Regions from separate parts of the Drosophila melanogaster genome. Here region 1 is linked to region 2. The links are chromatin contacts, called in public targeted proximity ligation maps. All regions are on one chromosome and are shown on one strand. The core of a region is the stretch at or near the end of the contact, and the rest is flanking DNA. Distances in the headings are between cores, read along the strand shown. Region 1 overlaps skd (skuld). Region 2 holds the start of lncRNA:CR32218 (long non-coding RNA:CR32218).

Region 1 (3,641 bases), core at 397-2,896, 1.1 Mb after region 2:
GTGGATGGAGTGCGGTGCCACCGAGATCCAATCCTTCTCGTAGCCCACCACCACGGATGGTATCGGTTGCGGCTCACATTGTCCGGATGCACGGCCTGCCAGTCGATGGAATTGGCGCCAGGTTAGCGGTCCACTCACCGTATTGTACGAACTGGCATCCTTGGAACCTGAGCCGCCCCTGGATTTGCAATGGAATGCATTCTGCAGCATCGGCTGTATAGCATTCATGGTGCGTACAATCTCCTTATTGCTACGGGTGAAACCGACGGGAAGATATGGCCACTTGTGAACCGTCAACCGCCCAGCACCAATACCTGCTAGCTTGTGACGCAAAGCAGGTGGTGGCGCATGGAAAGCTGTCAGTTGCTGCTGCTGATGCGAGCTACTGCTACCATTCCCATGGAAGTCCATCATGTTGTCCATCCGCTGGTTTTCGAATGCCAATCTCGACTGCTCCAGGGCCAAACTTATAACGTCGTGTGCATCCATAAACTCTAGAACATTTGCAATTGATGCCAATGAGGCAGTGGGAGCTCCATTGTTACCGAAGATCCTTCGTTGGCGGGACATTCGCCTCCGATGAGACTGAAGTGCTCTGTGCACCGAACTGCTAGATGTTTGGATGATAGAGCACTGATCCAATAGCAGGTCAAATACAGCATGACCCAATTGCTCCAGTTGTCCATTAGGCAATCCTCCCGCTCCAATTTTATCCAATGCAGAGCTTGTTTCTCCAGGTCCCTGCTTGTTTTGGTTTTTCCTGCTAAGACTCTGGATGATACTGAGCAACGTGGGCTGCTTATTCCTGCCCGGATCATCCGCGATGCCCGTGATCTCCACCTCATCTTCGTAAAAGAGTCCAGCGCGATGAGAGAGTCTTCGATTAACCACTGCACTGAAACCACACGTACACTCCACGGGATCATCGTCCACATACCCGGTGATATGGGGATTACTGCTGGGCGGCGTGCAAGACGACGAGTTGGAGCCACCATTTGGACCATGGCCATGTCCGGAGCCAGCTCCGGGCATCGAGGCTGAGGCTGGCGAACCCCCAAAGGCACTGATCATCCGCATGCCGCCAAAACCGGCGGAACTGGGTCCATTGAGCATTCGCTGTCCAGCCAAAGCGCCTCCAGCTCCGGAAGGGAAAGGATTGAAGCTAACCCCGGGCAGGGGTACATATACTCCGGAATCCGCTCCGCGAATATTGCCAATCTTTTGCGTATCCGCATTGCACACACACACACTGCTACTATCAAAGTTGTGATCCCGGAAGACATTCAAGGCGGTATCGTACAGCAGGATGTTAACTAGGACAGAATTTACTTCTGGTAATTCCTGAAGCAAGGACGAGGATCCGGCTGCCATCGCTGTTCCACCACTGACAATGCCCGCATCGCCAGTGTACGCTACCATACCCATGTGCCCGCCACCTCCTGTTCCGTGACCCACAACTCCCGTTGCTCCGCCGCCCAAGCCATGCATGTGCGGATGCTCTTGCGAGTGAAGCGGCCGGTTCAAGTACGATGATGTGGAGGTAGCTGGACTGGCCACAGCCAAGTCATACGGATATGGCGGTGGCGGATGCGTGGGGGTTGCCCTCGACATTGGACTACTTCTGGCGGCATACGGACCCATTCCGGGTCCCGGTGAAATTGGTGACATCCCCGCTCGGTGCATTAGCTGCTGCATGGAGGCACCAGGTGGCGCTTGTGGGCAGTTCAACTGATTCAGCAAATACTGACTGCCACCACTGCTCAACGGTTGCGGAACAGTAGAGGGCGTTAATGGTGTCCTCGGCGCCGCTGACAGGAGATCATGAAGGTGCTGATGCTGGTGCTTCTGGTGGCCAACTCCTCCACTAGCCGCCGCTGCTGCTGCGGCTGCCGCTTGTTGTTGCTGCTGATTCTGAAGCTGGAGCTGCTGTAGTTTCTGCTGATGCAATTGGATGCGCTGCTGAAGGGCCTGATGTTTCTGATGCTGCTGCTGTTGAGCTGCCGCTGCTTTAGCCAAAGTTGCTGCTCTTGATTTGTGACTACTCCAGGTGGGTTGATAAAAGCATCCCGTAGGCAGAGTCAGCGGCGGCTGTGTCTGACTGGGCAGGTTGGTCAATGGAGCATATCGCGTCGAGCCCACAAACTTCTCCTGTTGCGGAGGTCGGTACACATAATCCCAGTCATTAATGGGCTCTTCCATAGGACTACCCAGCTCCAGGTTATACTCCTGCTTTACCATTTTGGAGACAGTCTGGATGGCCACCACGGTGACGGGAGCTTGTGCGGCAGCCAGCATAATACTGTTGCTTGGGTTGCTACAGGCTGTTGTGGTGGTGTTGATACTACTCGTGATAGTGGTATTGCAAGTAGTGGTGATACTACTGGTTATAATGGTTGTGGTGGTGTCCACACTGAGATCCGTCATAACCACGTCCGTTTGACAGGGACTCGAGTTCGGGTGCTGCTGCTCGTGAGACGGTGGTGTGGGAAACATCTTGGTAAGATCCTCCGCCTGGATATTGCCCGCGCCCGAGGCCGCAGCTGCTGCTGCCGCTGCTACGGCAGCACTGGCCACCGCTGTGCTCCGTTTGAGGTCTTCGATCGTATTGGTCACAGCACTGCAGCCGCCATTCGAGGGGTTGTTAGAATCGGGTGGCGTGTGGATTTGCACACTGCTGCACTCGTCGTTCGAGCTTGTCTCAAACAACTGCTCCAGATCGTTGAGCGAGGGATTCAAGCCTTCAGCTGTGAAGAGATTACCACCGCTACCACTTCCTCCACCGCTGCTGTTGCCGCCCGAGGATTTCGACGTTTCCTTGCAAGAAGGGGAATGCAATCCAGGCTCTGTCTTAATGTTCAGTCCCTGGAAGAAGCTGCTACCATCAGCTTCTACATCACTGCCACTGGCAGTACTGTTGGCAATGCCCACTAGACCACCGCCGGAGCTGCCCGCCGCCTGTCCTCCACCGCCTCTCCCTCCTGCTTGGCTCGCTGACTCATCCAAGGAAAGCAACTGTGAGCCATAAACGGATCCTGGCGAAGGCATCACGGGCTTCACGTGGTTTTGTCCTTCGTAAAGGTTCTTGGCATACCTAGGTCTCCGTTGCTTTTCCATCTTCGGACGTTTCACCGTGCTATAGTCCCTGTAGTGGTGAAAATTCAATGTTAGAGCGCTGTTTCAGAAAGACAAAACGACATACTTACCAGTATTCCTGGTACTGAAAGTCATAGATGACCTCCTTGAGCCACTCCTCGTCGTAGAAGCTGTCCGGATCCTTTAACGTCAGCTTTGGCGGGTTGTACAGTCGCTTAAAGTTGTTCAAGGCCTCCGTGGTGGAGGTAACACCTCCAACCCCCCGACCTTGAGCACCAGGCTCCTGCTTGATGGCCATAGCTGCCGATGGAGTCTGCTGCTGCATCTCAAGCTTCTTGACACTTATAGTACCAACCGCATTTGCTCCAATTGCATTTGAAGGTCCGCCAGATCCGGCGCCACCAGCTGACGTTGCTGCTGTGGGCGTAGCCGGTTGCTGGGCGGGCACACTACCTGGACCCGTACCAAGGCCCTGCCCACCAGCTGGCCCTCCGCCGGCCGCATGATCCGTATACGAGGGCGGCTCCACGCTTGGCGTCTGATGAACA
Region 2 (3,442 bases), core at 611-3,110:
TTAGCGTTGTCATCGCGCTGATATTCCTCGATCGCACGGAAGGCAGAATCGGTAAGCTTGACGATGATGTACTCCTTGCTATCATCGGTGTAACGGTGGCTCTGGGACATTCCATAATTGCCGGTCGATAGTGCATTGGGCAGGCATTTCGTTGACGCAATCGAATTGGTCATAACGTGCGCGCAACTAGCCGCTAATTAGATAGCAATTAGATAGCCACTCGATTGTTTCCGGAAAATTTATGAAACGGATTGTGATGGATCGGATCAGTAGTAGTTGTTGTAGTTTGGAAAGTTGCACTTGGTTGTGTTGTTTGGGCCAGCTTGGAAATTGTGGAAGGGGCTGGGCTGTGCTAGTTATTGTTGTGTGGAAGGTGGCCGCCGGCTTGGTTGATCTCGTGGAAAGGACGGGAAGTACGGGAAGCACTCGTTGTGGAAGTAGACAACTTGCCACTGGAAGTTTCTCTCTCTTGGATGCTAACGTTTGTTTTTTGTAGATATTGTTGGTTCTGTGCAAATATTATTTGATTTTAGTATGTTGTAATCGTATTGGATATTTAAGTTGTTGCTAAGACGTGACACACTTCCACTGCGCTCTTTTATGAACTGACAAATCCAAGCTATGCAGGCTAACTTATCTCAATGACTTTTCAAGCTATGCTTATATGATGTTTTTTTTTTTTTTTGACGAATGTAAGAATTTCACTTCCGTATGGCAAAGGCAACAATTTTTAAATTTTACACTTTCAAAAAGTCAAATACTCTCTCTCTCTCTCTTTTGCTCGCTCGATCGCTCTCTTTGTATGGGTTGCTTGCAAATAACACAATTTCTTTTGTTAAATAATATGGTATTTTAATTGGGTTAAGGTAGGCATGTATTTTTGCTCTCTTGTCCCTGTTTTTGTTGCTCTTACTAATGTTACTACTGAGCGAGGAAGCTGGGGGAAGGCTTACTGCTCTATTCGCCTCTCTCCCTGTTGGTTTTGTTGCTATTTTTTAATTTATTTGAAAGTGCCGCAAGCCGCGACTCCTGCGCCAGGTGTCAATGTGTGTGCGTATGTGTGTCGCATGCTCTTTCTCTCTCGCTTACACTCGCCTACTGTCTGCCTGGATGATGGCGTTTATATGTATGTAAGAGAGCACCTCAGGTCATAAGCAAAATCAAAGACAGCAAATCAATGCTCCGCTCCGCTCGCACACGTCCGTGACTGGCCTTACGCTCTCTCACTTGCTCATACGGTGATCGTAACGAGCGCGTTGAAGCGAGACAACTGCTGGTTTGATTGGCTTCTCTGCGACTCTTGCTGTTGTTGTTATTTTTGTTGTTGCTGCTGCTTGATCTTTTTCCTTTTCGCTTTTTCGCTAAAAATCATCTGTGTTTGTACGGTGATTTTTATATATTTTATTGGCACTGACTCTGCTTATTATATTTTTTAGTTGCGCATAGATACATAAGTACGATTTGGCGTATCGCAGTGTGCACAGACGCAGGTATGCTTGTACACTTAAATCTTTCTTTGCACACGCACACTAATTTTCAGCACTTTAAATATTGTTTGATTTTAATGCCTTTTAACCACTTTTTGTGCTGCTTTTGTATTGGCTGGCGGACACACACGAATACATATATCTATTTCTATATTATACGTACGCTTTACGCGTATGCGACACTTTTACTCAAGACATTTTTGGTCAAGTGGATTTTGTTGTACATTCATTTGGAGAACTGTTCTGAATTAATCGAGTTGACTTCTTATTATTTTATGTGTTTTTTAAGTGCAGTTTTTAGCTGCCTTCTCTTCTTTTGTAGTGCGTCTGTGTGTGCCAAGGTATCTTAATCAACGTACAAAAGGTATCTGCTAAATGAAATCGAAACGAGTTGCTTTCAAGTGGTTGCCCGTCGATTGCTGTTGTTGTTGCTACTGCTGCTGCCACTGCTCTCTTTGCACTCGTTTATTACAAGTGAGAGAACGGAAGTAGCGAGTGGCAGATCACTTCGCTGCTCTTAGCCTGTCCACTCTCGCTCTCTGGCTCCTCGCTTCTTTTGGTATGTACGTGCCTTGTATCACTTGCCGTATAATTCGTTGTTTTTGTTTTTGCCAGTCAAGCAAAGCAAGGCAGAAATGAAAACAAGTTTGCAATATTTTAATGTGCGCACTTGGCACTCGTCAATCTCTTAATTTTGCCTCTCTTTTTACGCGTGTGAGCTTTTTGGGATCTGGGCACGTCTTAGCAAATTAAAAAAAAAATTAGATAGACTAAGCTTACTTTTTGGTTGTATGTGAGTTTGTTTTTTAGCTGGAAATCTGCAGGCGGTACTATAAGAATAATAGTTCAGCTTAGTGGCGGATTAAGAAGCAAACAGGCAACGGGCGTACTTACAATTGATTATGTATTCTAATAAAAAACAGATTGGTTTTGCTGTTGAAACAGCTGTTTTGCCACCTGTATGCCCCCACACCACGTCACACGTAGTAGTTTGTGCTGCTCTCCCTCTCGCGCTCCGCTCTCTTTATCGCTGCAGCGATAAAGTTCCAACAAAACAGAAAGAAAAACAGCACGACTGCAACAACAACCGTGTGCCAGTCGCAATCAGCTGTTTTGCCCGCTCACTCGCTCTGCTCTCTTGCCACAGCAGTGTTGGTAAATGCGTATTATCGATTTGGTGGTCTAGACTTATCGGTCAATCGAGATATGAGCTTTAAATTGTTGGACGTTGACTTCTTGTTGCTGCAAAATTGTGACCAATTTTAATATAAAATCACGTTTATGGCTTTGTTTGGCCTACTTGTGAGTTGATTGTTGCTATACTGTGCAAGCGTATACGTGTTGTTGATTTCTGTTCCGTTGCCTTGTTACTGCATTGACTTAATTTCACTCTGCACTTGGGTAATAAAAAAAAGGAAAACACTTTAGTATTTTATTTGGTTTGCACTTGAGATAGTTTTGTTTCCACTCTCCCGTCACTCGATCGATTTTTTGGTTTGTTTTGCGTTACGCGTTCGCGATCATACGTTTTTCGCGCTCAGCTGTTGTTTACGTTACTCGCTCTTGGCTCTCGTTGCTCTCTCTCCCGCTCCCTTACTCATTCAAAATTCAAGGTTCTCTTAGCAAAGAGAGCACTAGTGCAGAGCACGCGACATTCGTTGTCATATTTTAGCCTCGACGTTGTTGTTTTTTGTATTTTTGTTCACTTTTGACATTTTTGCATACGAAAATTTTCCGCTTTCAGGTAGATTTACCGTACCGCGGATCTTCTAACTTTTAAGTAATGTAAGTGTGTTTGTATGTGTGCGTGAGTTTGTTTGCCTGTTTTTTGCCTTAGTTTTTTGTTTAATGAATTTTGCCTGGCTTATCTCGTTTCTGTTTGTTTTATGGTTAGAAATTTTAAACCGCATACTCGCACACATACTCAGTAACACGTGCGTAAATGTACGTAGGTA

The links.
Region 1: a targeted proximity ligation map of the Kc167 cell line shows a contact between it and region 2, with 4 times the contacts expected there. A contact is called at or near these places in 11 of 107 Hi-C or Micro-C datasets (the D17-c3 cell line, the Kc167 cell line, the ML-DmBG3-c2 cell line and 4 more) and 1 of 7 datasets of targeted methods (the Kc167 cell line).

What each region holds. Positions count from the first base shown.
Region 1 is chr3L:20,998,140-21,001,780 of dm6, forward strand. It overlaps skd (skuld), which reads right to left. Exons shown (of 13, transcript NM_168879.3): 9 at 3,204-3,641; 10 at 1-3,142. Among named protein-coding and RNA genes, the nearest start is that of scaRNA:PsiU6-40, 6.6 kb to the right of the region's middle.
Region 2 is chr3L:19,894,531-19,897,972 of dm6, forward strand. lncRNA:CR32218 (long non-coding RNA:CR32218) reads right to left here and starts at 1,861. Exons shown (of 1, transcript NR_037751.2): 1 at 686-1,861. All of the region lies in intron 1 of Mi-2 (Mi-2,), which reads right to left. Su(Tpl) (Suppressor of Triplolethal) reads right to left here. Exons shown (of 5, transcript NM_001300193.1): 2 at 2,788-2,878; 3 at 2,382-2,729; 4 at 2,268-2,317; 5 at 1-508. The coding sequence starts at 173.